Linked DNA regions of Sus scrofa: region 2 is linked to region 1. A link is a contact called in public HiChIP or PLAC-seq data. All regions are on one chromosome and are shown on one strand. The core of a region is the stretch at or near the end of the contact, and the rest is flanking DNA. Distances in the headings are between cores, read along the strand shown. Region 1 holds the start of TCTEX1D2 (tctex1 domain-containing protein 2). Region 2 overlaps PCYT1A (choline-phosphate cytidylyltransferase A).

Evidence for each region. HiChIP or PLAC-seq counts read pairs in DNA pulled down with a chosen protein or histone mark.
Region 2: a contact with region 1 is called in an H3K27ac HiChIP or PLAC-seq map of skeletal muscle, with 3 times the contacts expected there. The contact joins the enhancer-like site here to the promoter of TCTEX1D2 in region 1. A contact is called at or near these places in 1 of 5 promoter capture datasets (liver), 19 of 47 Hi-C or Micro-C datasets (alveolar macrophages, blood, embryonic fibroblasts and 10 more) and 2 of 2 datasets of contacts at active chromatin or transcription factors (alveolar macrophages and skeletal muscle).

What each region holds. Positions count from the first base shown.
Region 1 is chr13:133,771,058-133,778,471 of Sscrofa11.1, forward strand. It overlaps TCTEX1D2 (tctex1 domain-containing protein 2), which reads left to right and starts at 3,491. Exons shown (of 5, transcript XM_021070165.1): 1 at 3,491-3,810; 2 at 6,639-6,772. The coding sequence starts at 3,686.
Region 2 is chr13:133,846,061-133,853,474 of Sscrofa11.1, forward strand. It overlaps PCYT1A (choline-phosphate cytidylyltransferase A), which reads left to right. Exons shown (of 9, transcript XM_013982345.2): 8 at 1-22; 9 at 898-4,944. The coding sequence ends at 1,104. SLC51A (solute carrier family 51 alpha subunit) reads right to left here. Exons shown (of 9, transcript NM_001244266.1): 8 at 6,643-6,748; 9 at 5,715-6,095. The coding sequence ends at 5,959. Among named protein-coding and RNA genes, the nearest start is that of SLC51A, 20 kb to the right of the region's middle. Within about 2 kb of position 3,266, at least 6 of the 83 cell types and tissues checked have an H3K27ac peak or open chromatin away from gene starts, as enhancers often do. A contact at or near this core is called in skeletal muscle, where this site is marked.

The sequences.
Region 1 (7,414 bases), core at 2,241-4,740:
GCAGGAGCCTTAACCCACTGGGCAAGGTTAGGGATCGAATCTGTGTCCCCACAGATGCTAGTGAGATTCGTTAACTGCTGAGCCACGATGGGAACTCCTCAATTATATTTAAAAATGACAATTTAGGGTGTATTTCCAGAATAAAAGCATGATTAAATTTTTCATGAAATTTATTCACCTGTATTAATAGATTTAAGGCGGAAAAATCCTAATGATTTTCTTCATAAATGCTGAAAAGGATTTGATAAAATCCAACATGCATTCTTAATAAAACTAAGAAAATGAAAAAATATGGGTCCTTCCTTATCATAATACAATATATCTCAAAAGTCAGCATTATGCTTTTTTTGGTGGGGGGGTGCTGCATATTCAGTGGCATATGGAGTTTCCCAGTCTGGGGTCAAACTGGAGCCGCAACTGCTGGCCTACGCCACAGCCACAGCAACCTGAGATCTGAGCCCTGTCTGCCATCTACACCAGAGGTCATGGCAATGCTGGATCTTTATCCCACCAAGTGAGGCCAGGGATCAAACCCACATCCTCATGGATACGAGTTGGGTTCCTAATCCATTGAGACACAATGGGAACTCCATGCATCATGTTTAATGGAGGAATACTGGCAGTAATCTCATTAAACTCACAAATAAGGTGACAACACTCACCATCATCATTATCACTTATTATTGTTCTTGAGATAATATCCCAAGCAAGTAATCAAAAGGAAATTACAGATATAAAATAAGAAAGAAGGCAAAGTTATCATTATATTTGGACAATGAGATTTCACATCTAGAGAACTGAAATAAATTATATTACAAACAATAAGAGAGTTCCATATAATGTCTGGGTACAAAATAAAAATTTGGAATCAAAATCTTCATATAAATAAACAAGAAGCAGTTAACAGATAAGGAGATGGGAAAGTCTCATTTACATTAGAAACCAAAAATCAAAATAACCTAGTTACAAACATAAAAAAATCATAAAATACTTATTGAAGAAACATTTAAAATATTACTGAAAGACAAAAAATAAACTTGAACAAATATAAAGGCATACCATTAACTTTGATAGGAAGACAATGTCATAAAATGTGAATGCTCTCAAGCTAATCTATAAATTTAACATGCTGAATAAAATCACCATTCAGATTTGGTGGAAGAGGATATGGAATTAGATAAGCTGGTTCTAAAGTTCACTTGAAAAATGAACAAAATAGGACAGCCAAGAAATTTCTGAAGAAGGTGGCAATGAGGTGGGACTAACTCTACTAGATATTAAATATGAACATAAAACTATAATAATTAAAACATTGTGGTACATTAAATGGACAGACAAATTTATGGGTCAGCCTAGGGAGCCCAGAGATAGAACTAAATATTTGTGAGAATTCAGAATATGCTAAGAGATGTGAGGAAAAAAAAGAAATGGATGAAATACCAGATCTCTCTCTCCATGGGAGCACAGAGGAAAAGGCCATGTGAGGTCACAGCCAGAAGGTAGCCATCTGCAGACCAATGAGAGAGGCCTCAGTAGAAACCAAAGTTGTTGACACCTTGATCTTGAATTTCCAGCCTCCAGTAAATAAATTTCTGTTGTTTAAACCACCCAGTCTGTGGTACTTTGTTATGGCAGCCCAAGCTGACTAATCCACCAGTGTGCAGTGCAGTTCAATAGGCAGTATATGCTGAATACCCACTGTGTACTTGGCACTGCCATGCATGCTGTGAATTCAAAAATGACTGAGACATGGTGCTTGCCCTTGGACCCTGCCCTGTCCTTGAAGATCTCATGGCCATTTAGGGAAAAACATCTACCAATAATTTGATTGTCATATGATAAGGGTATAAGGAGTGCTTGGAGGGACAAGGCACCACTAAGGAGAGGATCTGTGAGAGATGAAGGAAGGCTTCAGATGTATCTGAACTGATTCTTGAAATGGTTAGCCTAGCAGAGAAGGAAGGAAAGGCTGAGGGAAAAGAATACTCAAAAACATGGAGGGGACATTATACAACTATAAATGTAATAAATTCATTGAGTAATGAAAAAAAGAAAAAGAGCATGGAGGGAAGACACAGGATGGTGTGGGTGGAGGAGTACTGTGATGCCACAGCTCCTTAGATGTGGAACTGAGAACGCAGAGGACCTCCTTCTCTCCCACTTAGGGAGCTTTGGTCAAGAGGGATATTGGGAGAATTTCTTTTCTTAGTTTTTGAGGCTAGCAGGATCACACAGCTTTCTTTTTCTTTTTTTTTTTTTTCCCCACACAGCTTTCTAAAACAGAACCAGGGACTGGTGCTCACAAGCAGGAAATGCATCTTAAGTCTGCTCCTTTCTGACTTTTGCCCTGTATCAGGAGTGTACATGAGGCTGGGAGAACTACAGGTTGGCAGTTATGGATTAGAGCAGGACACTGCGAACTTTTTCTGTAAAGGGACAGATGATGTTTTAGACTTTGAAGGCCACATGGTCTCTTTTTACAACTGCTTGATTCTGCCAGTATAGCACAAAAACTCCACAATATATAAGTGAGCACGGTTGTGTTACAATAAGACTTTATGGAGACTGAAATTGAAGTTTCCTGTAATTTTCACTTATCATGAAATATTATTCTTTTGATTTTTTCCCAACCATTTAAACATATAAAACCTGTTCACAAGTTGCACAAAACAGGGTGAAGGCTGGATTTGGCCTGTGGGCCGGAGTTTGAAGACTTTTGATGAGGGTCAGGTCTCTATGTTACCTAAAGAAACTTGGGTCCCCTTGCTCAAAGCTCAGCAAAGCTAATCTAGTGATGCTGGGTTGTGGAGTAGAAACGCACAGTGTTATTTTAGTGCTTAAAAGACGCAAATTTTCCAACGGCTTTTAAGACGACATTAAGGGTGAGGGTCACAGGGCTCATGAACAGGTCGTCGACATTCTTCTGATTAGTTAGTGATGTGACAACAGAAGGAAGTTTCAGGAACCTCAATCGTCGAGAATCTCGGGCTCCAACTAGTCCGTGGTCTATGCGTTTGCGGTCATAAATTGTCATCTAGCGGGGTCTTGCGTGTCTGTAGAAACAACTTTAGAAAGTGCATCCGAATCCCTCAAGGAGAAAATAGGAATCCTGTATCTCTTTATAATTTCTTGCTTGACTGCTTTTTCTCCATGCCTGCTTTTCCATTTTTCTAATCATTAACTGTTGGGATCATTTCTTTGGGACTCAGTGAGACACAGGAGACTAAAGTTTTTTCACAAGAAATGCGAAACAGAGGATCTGTCACTGGAACCCCTCACAGGGTCCAGCTTACTTCACCTGCCGCTTACTAGTTGTGTAATCTCGAACCTCCTAGGGCCTCAGATTCTCTGTCACTTCCTAAGATTGCAGCGCGGTTAGTAAGAGCTGCCGTCTGCTGAAGTGCTTTGTAAAACCGAGAGAGACAAACCACTCTTTTCCGAAGTTAAGGTCACTCAACATGATCAGTTCCGGTCCAGCACCTGGTGCGCAGGCGCGGGGCGGAGGCTGGCGAGAGCCCGCTGAGAAGGGCGGGCCACACAGCGCCGAGCGCGGGGCCGCGTCACGTCAGGGCCAAAGGCGGCCTTGTCGCCCTGGCGACGGTGCCCTGGCGACGGTTTCCCAGCTCCGTACGGCCACCCGCTAAGCCCTCTTCGCGAGAAAGACGGAGGCGAAGAAGATTAAGCCATGTCGGTCTCCCAGTCCTTTTCTGTGGGCGCGTCCTTCTCTGCGGTCGATGGGCTGCCTGAGACTGAAAAGACCGCCGGGGAGTCGGAGAACACCTACATTCTGCGGCCCATTTTCCAGCAAAGGCGGGTAGCGAACGGGATGTTGCGGGGGCGACCCCTGAGACGTCTGCCTCCAACAGGCAGAGCTCGCCTGGTAGCCTGGGCCTTGGGAAGGGGGTGGGGCGGGGGCGGGGCGGGACTGGAGGGGGGCGGGGCTAGAGACGGAGCTTGGGGACAGGGAGAGAGGGGCGCTGTTCTCCTTGAGCTTCTAGCTACAGGGGGCAGCAGAGGATCAGACCTGCAGGTGCAGTGTTAGAGCGCCGGGACCGCCTTAGACTAGTGCGGTGGGTGTTGACTCTGGGAGATTCAGAAAGTGGGCACAAAGGAATCGAGATGGATGGAATAAAGAGAGGGGCAGAAAACAACATTCGGCCATGTTTTGAGGGTTGCTGTGTGCACACATATGCCAGAATGCGCTAACTTCTTTGCAGGGCAGGGGACCTGTCTTAGATAGTATCTAGAGGCCTTTGGCCTGCTACCCCAATACCTTCCCAGAATTAAGGCACAAAGTCTTGTGCAGAGGACAGTTAGTTAGGGCTCTAGGATCCGTCACTAACTTCATTTCCACAGATAAAAATGTAAATTAATAAAAAAAAAAGATTTTCCCAAGCCCCTCCTCTGTTATTTGAAACTACTTCCTGAGTCAAATGCCTGGCAAATACTGCAAGCCAAGAACTTTGGTTACAATGTGGTAAATGTAATAGCAGTTTTCTGGAGAGCAGAAGGGACATTTAAAAAAATGTTCAATTATCTTGGTAAAAGAGTCTAAATGCATAGAATGCCATTCACCTGTGTTTCTGTTGTAAAACAGAACGAGATTAACAACAAATATGTATTATGTAGGAATAGTCCTGTAAGATTATGTGTGACTTGTTTGAAGAAAACTTTTAACATTTTACTGAGAGTGGAAAAGGCTTAAGGGAAGAGCCAGATATAGGATGTTTGTTAATAGGAAGATCATATTTTGAACAGATCAAACCTAGAAATTTGTCCATGATTCTAAAGTTCACCTGTAAGAATGAGCTGGCAAGAGACTGAAGAGAATACTGTTAGAAAGTAATAAGGGGCCACTAGTACTACCAAATACTAAACCACATTATAAGCTCAACATTTAAAACATTTTGGTTGGAGTTCCCATTGTGGCTCAGTGGTTAACGAATCCGACTAGGAACCATAAGGTTGCGGGTTCAATCCCTGGCCTCGCTCAGTGGGTTAAGGATCCGGCATTGCCGTAAGCTGTGGTGTAGGTTGCAGATGCGGCTTGGATCCCGTGTTGCTGTGCCTCTGGCATAGGCCGGCGGGTACAGCTCCAATTCGACCCCTAGCCTGGGAAACTCCATATGCCACAGGAGCGGCCCAAGAAATGGCAAAACGACAAAAAAAAAAAAAAAAAAAAAAAAAAAAAATTCTGGTAATGATAGGCAAATCAACTGATAGGATATAAAATAACCCAGAAAAGATACATGGTGTTGTAATATGTAATAAATACAACTGAAATGCTAATACTATTGTTAGGGTGGTAAAATTAGGGGAGACTTTTTTTTTTCTCTGAATTCGTGTATTCAGTAGTTCATTTCTTCAAAAAAATTATTGTCCACTGTGTGCTGGGTGCTATTCTAGGAATGGGGATATAACAGTAAACCAGACAGATAAAAAGCCTTGCCTTGAGCTAGCTTGTGTTCTAGCTGGGTAGGACAATGAACAAGAATACGTAAGTGAACTGTATAGTATAGTAATAACTTCCAGAAAGGGAGATATAAAGTGATGTGGTAGGAGGGTGGAAGTTTTAGAGAGAGTGGCTAGGGAAAGTGCTCCCCCCCAACTTTTTCTTTTTTTTGGCTGGGTCCCTCACATGTGGAAGTTCCTGGGCCTGGGATCAAACCCACGCCACAGCTGCAACCAGAGCCATAGTGGTGGCAATGCTGGATCCTCAACTTGCTGAGCCACAAGGGAACTCCTGGGAAAGTGACTTTTGAATAAAGACTTTAAAGAAATGACGGAACTAGCTATGCATATAAAGAGCAGGATTGAACTTCAAGCAGAGGTTAACAGCAAGTGCAGAACAAAGAACATAGGGAAGGCCAGTGTAGCCTAAGTGGGGAGAAAGAGGGGCAAAGTAGTAGAAAACAAGGTCAGAGGGTTTGGTAGGATAGATCACATGGGACTTTGCAAATCACGGAATGTTGCTTTTACTTGAGTGAGGTGGGAAATATTTGGGGTATTTTGAACAGAGGAGTGTTATGATCTGACACATATTTTGATAGCACCAGTCTAGTTGCTGTACTGAAAATAGGATCTAGGAGCAAAGGCAGACACAGAGACTTGTTAGGAGGCCATCGTAATCCAGGCAGGAAGTAAAGGTGACTTGGAGGAAGGTGGAGGTAGTGGGGTGGTGAGAATGGTTGAATTTTAGATTACTTTGAGGGTGGAACTGCTAAGATTTGCTTATCAATGGGATGTGAGCTGTGTGAGAGAGAAAGGCAACCAAGCTGACACCAAGGTTTTTGGCTTGAACTGCAAGAATGGCGTTACCGCTGATTGAAATGAGGACCTAGAGAGGAGATGATCAGAAGCTCAGCACTGGATGTATTAAATCTGAGCTGCCTACTAGACATCTAGATGGGAATATGGGTGGGAATGTGAGCTCTGAAGTTCAGGGGAGCGGTCCAGACTGGAGAGACAAGTGTCGAATATGATTTGTTTTCTTGTTTTTATTTTATAATAAAAATATGAAAAAGAGGATTAAATGATTGTAATGACAAAAAAAAAAAAAAAAAACTTGGGGAAGTTGAGCTGTGAGGGTGTTAGGGTTTTGGAGTCACCAATGAGATGTTGCCAACTCTTTTCTTTAGGTTCAGACCCTCTGTGGTTAAAGACTGTATTCATGCTGTGCTCAAGGAGGAACTGGCAAATGCTGAATACTCTCCAGAAGAAATGCCTCAGCTCACAAAACGTTTATCAGAAAATATTAAAGATAAACTAAAAGGTAATAGTGGTGATAATTGGAAATGACTTGCTTCCATTAAACATCCAATTTTACCCCTTTGTCTCCTTTATTTTCGAACAAGGGACATAAACTGTGGATTCTGTTAAACACGAATTTTTCTTCAGTGTCTAGTCTGTTCAATTATTTGGTAACTTTTACTCCTGTCTGTTTTCGTAGATGGTGGGAACGAGTAAAAGCCATTGTACCAAATTGCTATTCAAGAAATCCTTATATTCGGAAAGACCAGAGAGTACAGGGGCTCCTTTGCCGCATACTTTTTGATGGTTTACCTGCCAATAAGTCAAGTCCTCAGCCTCATAGTCTGACCTGAGTCCATCTCTCCCACTGAGTCCTTAACTACTTACCTACTGGCGCTCTGCTCCTGCACTCTCTCCATCTGCAGAGCAGAGCTCCTGCTTTTCCTCCCCGTTCTTTGTCTTTCTGTCTCTCTCACTCCCTTTTGTTAATATTATACCATCTGAAAAATCCTTTCTTTCTGTCTACCCTTCTTTAAAGATTTTTTTTGGAAGGAAGAAATGTCTTTGTAACAGTAATACATTTTCATTGTAATAAACCTGGACAGTACACACAAATTGGTTTTTAAAAGTTATGTAAAATTCCATTACTCATGGTAGTTAATAC
Region 2 (7,414 bases), core at 2,016-4,515, 75 kb after region 1:
GTTTGGTCCAGAAGGAGCACTGGTATGTTCTTTCCTGCCAGACAGTTTAGGGAATTTCAGGGAAATCCAGGGAATTCTAACACTGTGAAATGAATTCTAGAATCCTTGAGCAGAAAGGGACATCGACATTAAGAAGTTAGCTAATCTGTTCCCCTTATTGGGCAGAATTATATTTCGACTCTCCCCAGAAAGTTTTTTTAAATCTTTACAGAAGGAGGTTATACATTCTTTTAAATAATTTTATCAGCTCTCTATCAACCTCTAAATCTGGTGACAAGTGAGTAGCCTTGCCCAGCTTGTTTCTACATTGTAGTTTTAGATAGAAGGCAAGCAAAGAATGGTAAAAAGAAAGCTGCCTTCACTACAAATAGTTGCTGCAGGATTGCCAGGTAAGGTGGGAAGTCTGTCCTTGAGGAGAATCGAGGTCTTTTCGGGCCAAATAGCTATGCTTAATTCTTAGCAAGTGAGCCCTAGGATATCAGGAACCATCTGACTGTGAGGGTGTTTGGATGCCAGAAGAGAATATTCGCAGAATATGGAATTTCCTTTTCAGAGAACTCTAAAACTAGGAGAGGTACCCTTTGTCTGAGGTAATGCCTTTGTTTTTGTCTAGAGCCTAGACTGTAGACCAAGTAGCTTTTTAAGAATTCCTTTGACATAGAGGTCAAGGATTGGGTGACTGTAGAATAGCAGGTGGGAACTCTCAGATACACAGTATAGCATAGACCTCTTTGGGGAGGAAATTGCTCAGGATTGGAGCTGTGTTTCTCCCTCCGGCTTACTTGATCACTTTTGACATTACAGAGGGCATGCATGATCATTTGAAGTCTCAGATCCTCCAGTGGTGATTAGTAAGATCCATAGATTTCTTCTAACTCTTCCTTTTGGTCTCCCCAGAAACATATGCTGAAAGAGGGGAAAGGCCGGATGCTGCAGGCCATCAGTCCAAAGCAGAGTCCCAGCAGCAGCCCCACTCGTGAACGCTCCCCCTCTCCCTCTTTCCGGTGGCCCTTCTCTGGAAAGACCTCCCCGCCTTCCTCCCCAACAAATCTCTCCAGGCACAAGGCTGCAGCCTATGATATCAGTGAGGATGAAGAAGACTAATTTTTCATCTCTCCTTTCCTCTCCCCTCCCTCTGTCCCATCACCTTCAGAAGTTCTGTGTTGAATTCCAAATGGTGATCCCAACACTAAACCTAAGGACAGCTACAAAGGAAAGACAAGTGGGGCAAGAGGACCTAGGATGGGGGGACCAGACAGCCTATACTCCAAGAGACGTCACCCACTCACACTAAGAAGGAGGCTGACTACAGCTTAGAAGCCTGTTCTGCATCCATGTACCCTCCCCATGGACTTTGCTTTACTGTTTATGTTTCATGTGATCTTGACAGGGAAATTGTCATTTTTATTAATTTTTTAAAAATTAGTCTTTCAAATGTAGTAAGTAGAACTAATTTTTTGCCTCCGAGGAGTGGGCAGAAGGAAGTGTTGTGATACCCAGAGGCCTTTCTTCCTGAGACACTATACTGTTTGCCTTCTGTTCTGAGGCAGACTGTCTTGCCAAGTCCTTCAAGCAATGAGCCATGCTGATGGGTGATTTGGTGGGGGGAATATCATAATTTTTGTTTCCTTTAAAAAAAACCTCAAAGCTGAGTAAGAGTCACAAATCCCCTAAGTGTACTGCTGGCACACATGTCACTGTGGCTGTGGGAAGAAGGAGATCTGAGCCTAACTTTTCTTACTCCCTAAGGAGTTTCTTGTTGGACCCAATGGGGTCCATGAAGAACTGATGGGGAAGGAACCAGACTACATGGCATCAGCTGCAATTTTTCCTGCTGTGTTCATCTTCTCAGAAAGCTCTGTTGCCTAGTTATTTGGGAGCTCTTGTCAATCTCTTTCCTGCAATCTGTCTGTAAAGGGAAGATCACTTCAGGTTTAGTCTGATTGAGAAGGAGAGTGGGACAATATTCAATGCTATACAGAGTCAGTTTAGATTAATTTTCCTCCTGAGAGTAAGTCCCTGGCCCTGCGACTCCTATTTCAATCTTATTATCGAGAGTTTTACAAAGAATACTTTGTTAACATCTGCAGTTTGAACATGAGCTGTTACTCCATGTTGCCCATAGTCATATTCAGAGAGATTTGCTCAAAATGTGTGGCACAAAAGCATAAGGAAACATTTCCCCTTTTTAAAGCCTTATCCTGACCTCTTCCCCTCTTAAGAGTGTCCTTGACGGAAACCTGTGCTTCCCCAGGTGTTTCCTTTCCTCTGGAAGTTGCAGCTGGCCGGGCCACTAAGCAGGGGCACATTACCGGGGTGTGGTGGCTTCCCTCCCTCCCCTTCTGCCTGGTTCCACCTCACCTGTTAGGTTGCCCAGGGGATTCACCGCCTAAATCTCACATCAGAGACTGCTGAAGCTTGACACTTGCTGTTGAGCACCGGCACTTTTTAGACCCCTAGCATCCTGCAGTCCGAGACCTAGCAGATCATCACCAGTGATCCTGTAGCTGGGTTCAGGGAAAAATTGCTTATGTCCAGGCGCCCCCCTCCATCACTCATAAATACCCCTTGTGGGGGTGGAGTTTTAGTGTTTTCAGCTAAGAAAACCACATTGTATCTTTTCTTGCTCCTCTGCTAGGGCTGTGAGCATCTCACAGTCCCCTCCCTGAACACTTTCTGGTTAAAACCTACTCTTCTGCCTGAGGGTCAGTGGTTGGAATCACTGCCTGCCTGCACAGCAGAACTACCCAGGCTCTTAAAACTCAGATCACCCAGAGTGGGAGGGCATGGCAGAGAGAAGGGACAAAGAGGACCTCTTATTGTCCTGATGGCCTATGAAAACTACATTTCTAACTCTTCTCATGAAGTGCTATTTTTACTGTCAAATCTGGTTTACGCAAGCTTTGGCTTGGAATCCTTTTTTTGGAACCGTTGAAATTAATGTTTTCCTGCATTACCCAGCTTCATATGATCACATATCTTAACTTTTTGGCTTCCATTGTCCTTTTTTAGAAATTTTGGCCATTTCTATCGATAGAAAAGTGGGGAAATCACCACTGAAGCCCCCCTACTTGTTCCCTCAAGTACATGTGTTATTATCAAGTGTATTTGGAAAGGGAGGTGCCCAGAACGTGGTTTTCCTCCCTGCACTCAATCCTCTCACGTGTATTGCCAGACATTTGGCCCTCTTCCTCTGGCTGTCAGTGGGCTGCTTTTGGCATGTCCTACCCCTGGAATATGACCTCTAGGCTGACAGGCTCTGTGAGAGTGCTCGTGCCTGCCTGTGCACATGTGCTTACCCCTTCTGGTGAATCTGTTTGGCCTCAGTCTGGCAACACTGGCGTATCTTCAGATAATTTGGACTGAAAGCAAAAAATTGTATGGCGTGGCATGCCAGATACTTTGGCACAAATGTGATCCTATGTGCTGGACAAGGGCAGGTGGTTGGAGGAAACTGTTGGCATGACACATTCTTCAATCATTTGTGCCTAATTAAATGAGGTTAGAGGTTCACATTCCACAACCATGCGTGTGATCTGTAAATCTTTAAATATTATTGTTAATATTAAATTCTAACAGTAATTTTAATGTGAATTAGCTATTTCCCTAAATCTCACACACAAAGCAGTCAGGCTGAATAGGCCAAATGTGGCAGAAATGGAGAATCTTAAACGTTGGTTGGCCTCAGAGCCTCTGTCTGTAAGATAGAGGGAGAGTGGGGACAGAAGCCCTGTAGCTGGTGCTGAGGAGGTGGCATATCAGCAGTTACTTTGAGATGGGCTGGGCAGAAATTTTACTCTTCTCATACACCAGACTCACTAGCACCGAAGGATACAGGTTGAAATTTTAGATGATTAGAAGTGGATCATTTGTACCGTTGCAGCTGCTTCTGATAGCTAGAGCCAAAGAAAACTGTTGCTGAGGCTCAGGTAAGAAGGTTGGGGATGTGAGGAGGCTGAAAATTCTGAATGAGAGAAAAAAGTTGAGGGAGGTCAAGAGAACTTTTGACCTTTTCTGATCACCGATAACTTTCTAGGCAGCCCCTGAGTTACATTTTTCTTACTTTGACCACACAGGCAGTCTTTGAATAGTCCCTCTTCAATGGTTCTTCACAGTGCTTTTTATTCTCTTTCTTGATTTGGGGGTAGCTGTTGTTTTTTTCTGGAGCTCATTGCCTTTTAAATCCTGTTCCAGACCTCATATCTAAAAGCTTTCCAGATCAACTGTATTTTGCTGCTTTTGTTTAATTCCCTAAAAGCCATAGCTTTCACACTTTCTGTCTGCACAAACTAAAGCCAGAAGTTGAACCAATACAGGTAGGAAAAAAAGCTCCCTTAACAATGTTTTTAACTAATGGTATTTTTTTTAAGCTTACCAATATAAGTATTTTTAAAGTTCTATTTTTCAAGGTCATACAATGATTGCTCTTGTTTTCTCTCATAGAATATAGATTGTCACGGGATAAAGAGTGGTCCCTAGCTTTTATTTTTCCAAACAAGTAGAACATGTTCTTAGGATAATACTTTATTAAAAGTTAATTTTCTTTAAGAAAGAAGAAAGATACCTTGTCTGCCAAAGTTTAATAATGTTAGTTCTCGGATTGGGGTAGAAAACATAAGTACTTGGTTTAACATTAGAATGACCCCGGTTGTGTTTTTTAGATTTTAAGTGGGTTTTCCCGCCCTTCTTTAGGGAGGCACTGACTGTTTTGAACACAAAGTCTTGATTGGTTGGATTGTTTTGTGTTGAGGATCTTGAAAAGAGGGTTGGAAAGAAATGCTGGCCTTGGCATGAATGTGGGCCCCATCACCAGTGCCAGCGTCTGTAAGGACATTTTCCTCAGTTGGTGTTCAATGTATTGTTTTCCTGTCTGAGTGTTATTAAATTGCTCAGTTATTTTGGCTTTTGTCATTAGCCAAATAAAGGCAAAGTGGTTTTACCTAATGTTCCATTTTCTGTGTTTTTGACCTTGTATTCAAATGCATATGTTGGAGTTCCCATAGTGGCTTAGCGGTTAACCAACCCAACTAGGATCCATGAGGATGCGGGTTCCATCCGTGACTTCGCTCAGTGGGTTAAGGATCCAGCGTTGCCTGGAGCTGTGGTGAAGGTCGCAGATGAGGCTTGGATCTGGCATTGCTGTGGCTCTGGTGTAGGCCGGCAGCTGTAGCTCTGATTCAGTCCCTAGCCTGGGAACTTCCATATGCCGTGAGAGCGGCCCTAAAAAGACAAAAACCAAAAAAACAAACAAACAAACAAAAAAAACCAAACCAAAAAAACCAAATGCATATGTTTTATCTGTTCAGAGCTTTCACCTGTACCATCCACTTTGCTTTTGCATCCTAATTTGTCTCCTCAAATCTCTCCATGACTGTATTATCAGGGGATCTCTTTTGCAGCTAGGTACAGAAGACTCAAAAAGCTACTGGATCTGCATCAAAAAAGCTCATCCAGATCTTCCACATCTAATGTCATCAGTGCCCAAATGACACATCTGTAAGGCCAAGAACATCTTTCAGCTGTTCTTCAGAAGCCTGATTTCTTTGAGGCTTTGGTCTCTATTTTGCCTGTCTGCGTTCTGTTCTTGTTATTATACCAGGAAAACTGCCATATATTCTTCCCCCTTCATTTGCTTTGGGAAAGCTGAGGGTGACCTTTGAATATACAAACTTTTAAGGGCTAGTAGTGGTACCCAAAGAAGAATGTGCTCAGTATAGAATATCAAACTCCATCCTGTATGTTTATTATAAAACTTAATGTACATTCCCCAGACAAGATCCTAAACAATTTCATCCTATTGCATAGTTCACCTTCATCTCTATGATCCAGTATCCATAATCTGCCAGCTCATGCTGACAATGGAATCCATCCCCAGTTGGTCAAGATTGAAGGACTATAAGGAAATCTTGTACCCGTCTAATGAGTACTATGTGTCTTTCACTGCCCAAGCCATCCACCTCAGGCTTTGAGGTTCATATCCAGGTCTGGAGAAGAGAAAGTTTCATATCCAACCTTGTCATCTTTCTTTCGGTAGTACATTCGTGTCAGCACGGTTAACAGAAAAGTCTCCAGGATGAGGAGGTGGCAGTTCATCACTGCAGCGAGGGGGGCAAAATATAATGTAGGTTATGCTAACTTATAGAGGTGTTAGCTCACCAGCTGGCCTGGCATATGAGTTGAACAATATTTTCTCCATTTTATCCTTAAGCCAGGACGGAGAGACAATAAGTTGTCACAAGTAGCATAGCAGGTAATAGAGCCTGAACTAGAACTTGGCTCTCTACCTCCTGCCATTTGAGTTTAGCATTAAACCCCATTTCTTTCTTATGTTGTATCAGCATGACCTTCTGCTTCCTAACCTCACCCATTCTCTACTAGGAGCTGAGGGTTGAGCCCACGGCTTCCTGGGTTGGCCATCAGGGCTGACCGAAAGCTGTGGAAATGGAGCTTTTTCTTGTGTGATCAGAGAGATCATATCCTCCTTAGTAGAGCTTCTGCTAGATTTCCTTTCTGAGTACTCTGAGCAGAATATTCTGAGTGTTCTGAGGTTGGCTGGCCCAACTTCTGTTCTAAGGTCCTCTCCTCTCTGACCTCCCCCTCTTGCCCATCCTGGAACTGGATAAGGAGCCCCTGTGTGCTCACCTTGAGATCTGATTTTAGAGGAAAAGGGAGGCGAACAAGCAATCTGCCCGCCATTGGCCAAAACTGAGAAGATGGCTGGCTGCAGGGCAGTCAGAATAAGGAGCACCTGGAGAAAGAAGGGAGAAGTGAGGGCAGGGGGCCAGCAGCTAGGACACTGAGGCTGGCTGGCCCACCGCTGTATCTGAAATGCGTCGTAGTCCTTGCCCCCTCTAAGTACACTTTCCTGAGGCACAGCCTCTTCAGGGAAGACTTGGCTTGTCCAGGCTTCTCCATCATCATCCTGGGCAGGCTTGGCTATCACAGGGCTTTCTTCCTGGGGCCTGAACCTAAGTGCTTCTGGGGCCCACATTCTTTTCTAGGTTCCTTAAGTTCCTCACTTCCTCTCTGTCCTCTCTCTTCCTACAGACCCTCCAGTTCTGCCCACTATTGTGCCTGTAAATTCACATTTCAGTGGCACCTGCTTCTTAGATGAAATGAGAATTTATGTGAAATCGCTTTGTTAACTATAAAGGAGTCATTATGCCCTGGGAGTAGGAGAAAAGCCCAGCAAGGAGACAGAAAGAATGGAGAGAGAAAGAAAAAAATATTGCTGGAAGTCATTGCATTTGGTGGAAAGGTTATCTCTGGGCTTAGAGAATGAGAAGTGTAAAATATGAACAAATGTGGCTTAGAGAATTTTCAGAAAAAGTGTGAAGATGAAAAGACAATGCGATGAAAAGAAGGGAAGTGGGCTTGGGAGTAGGCAGATCTAGGCTTAAATTCTAGCCCCATC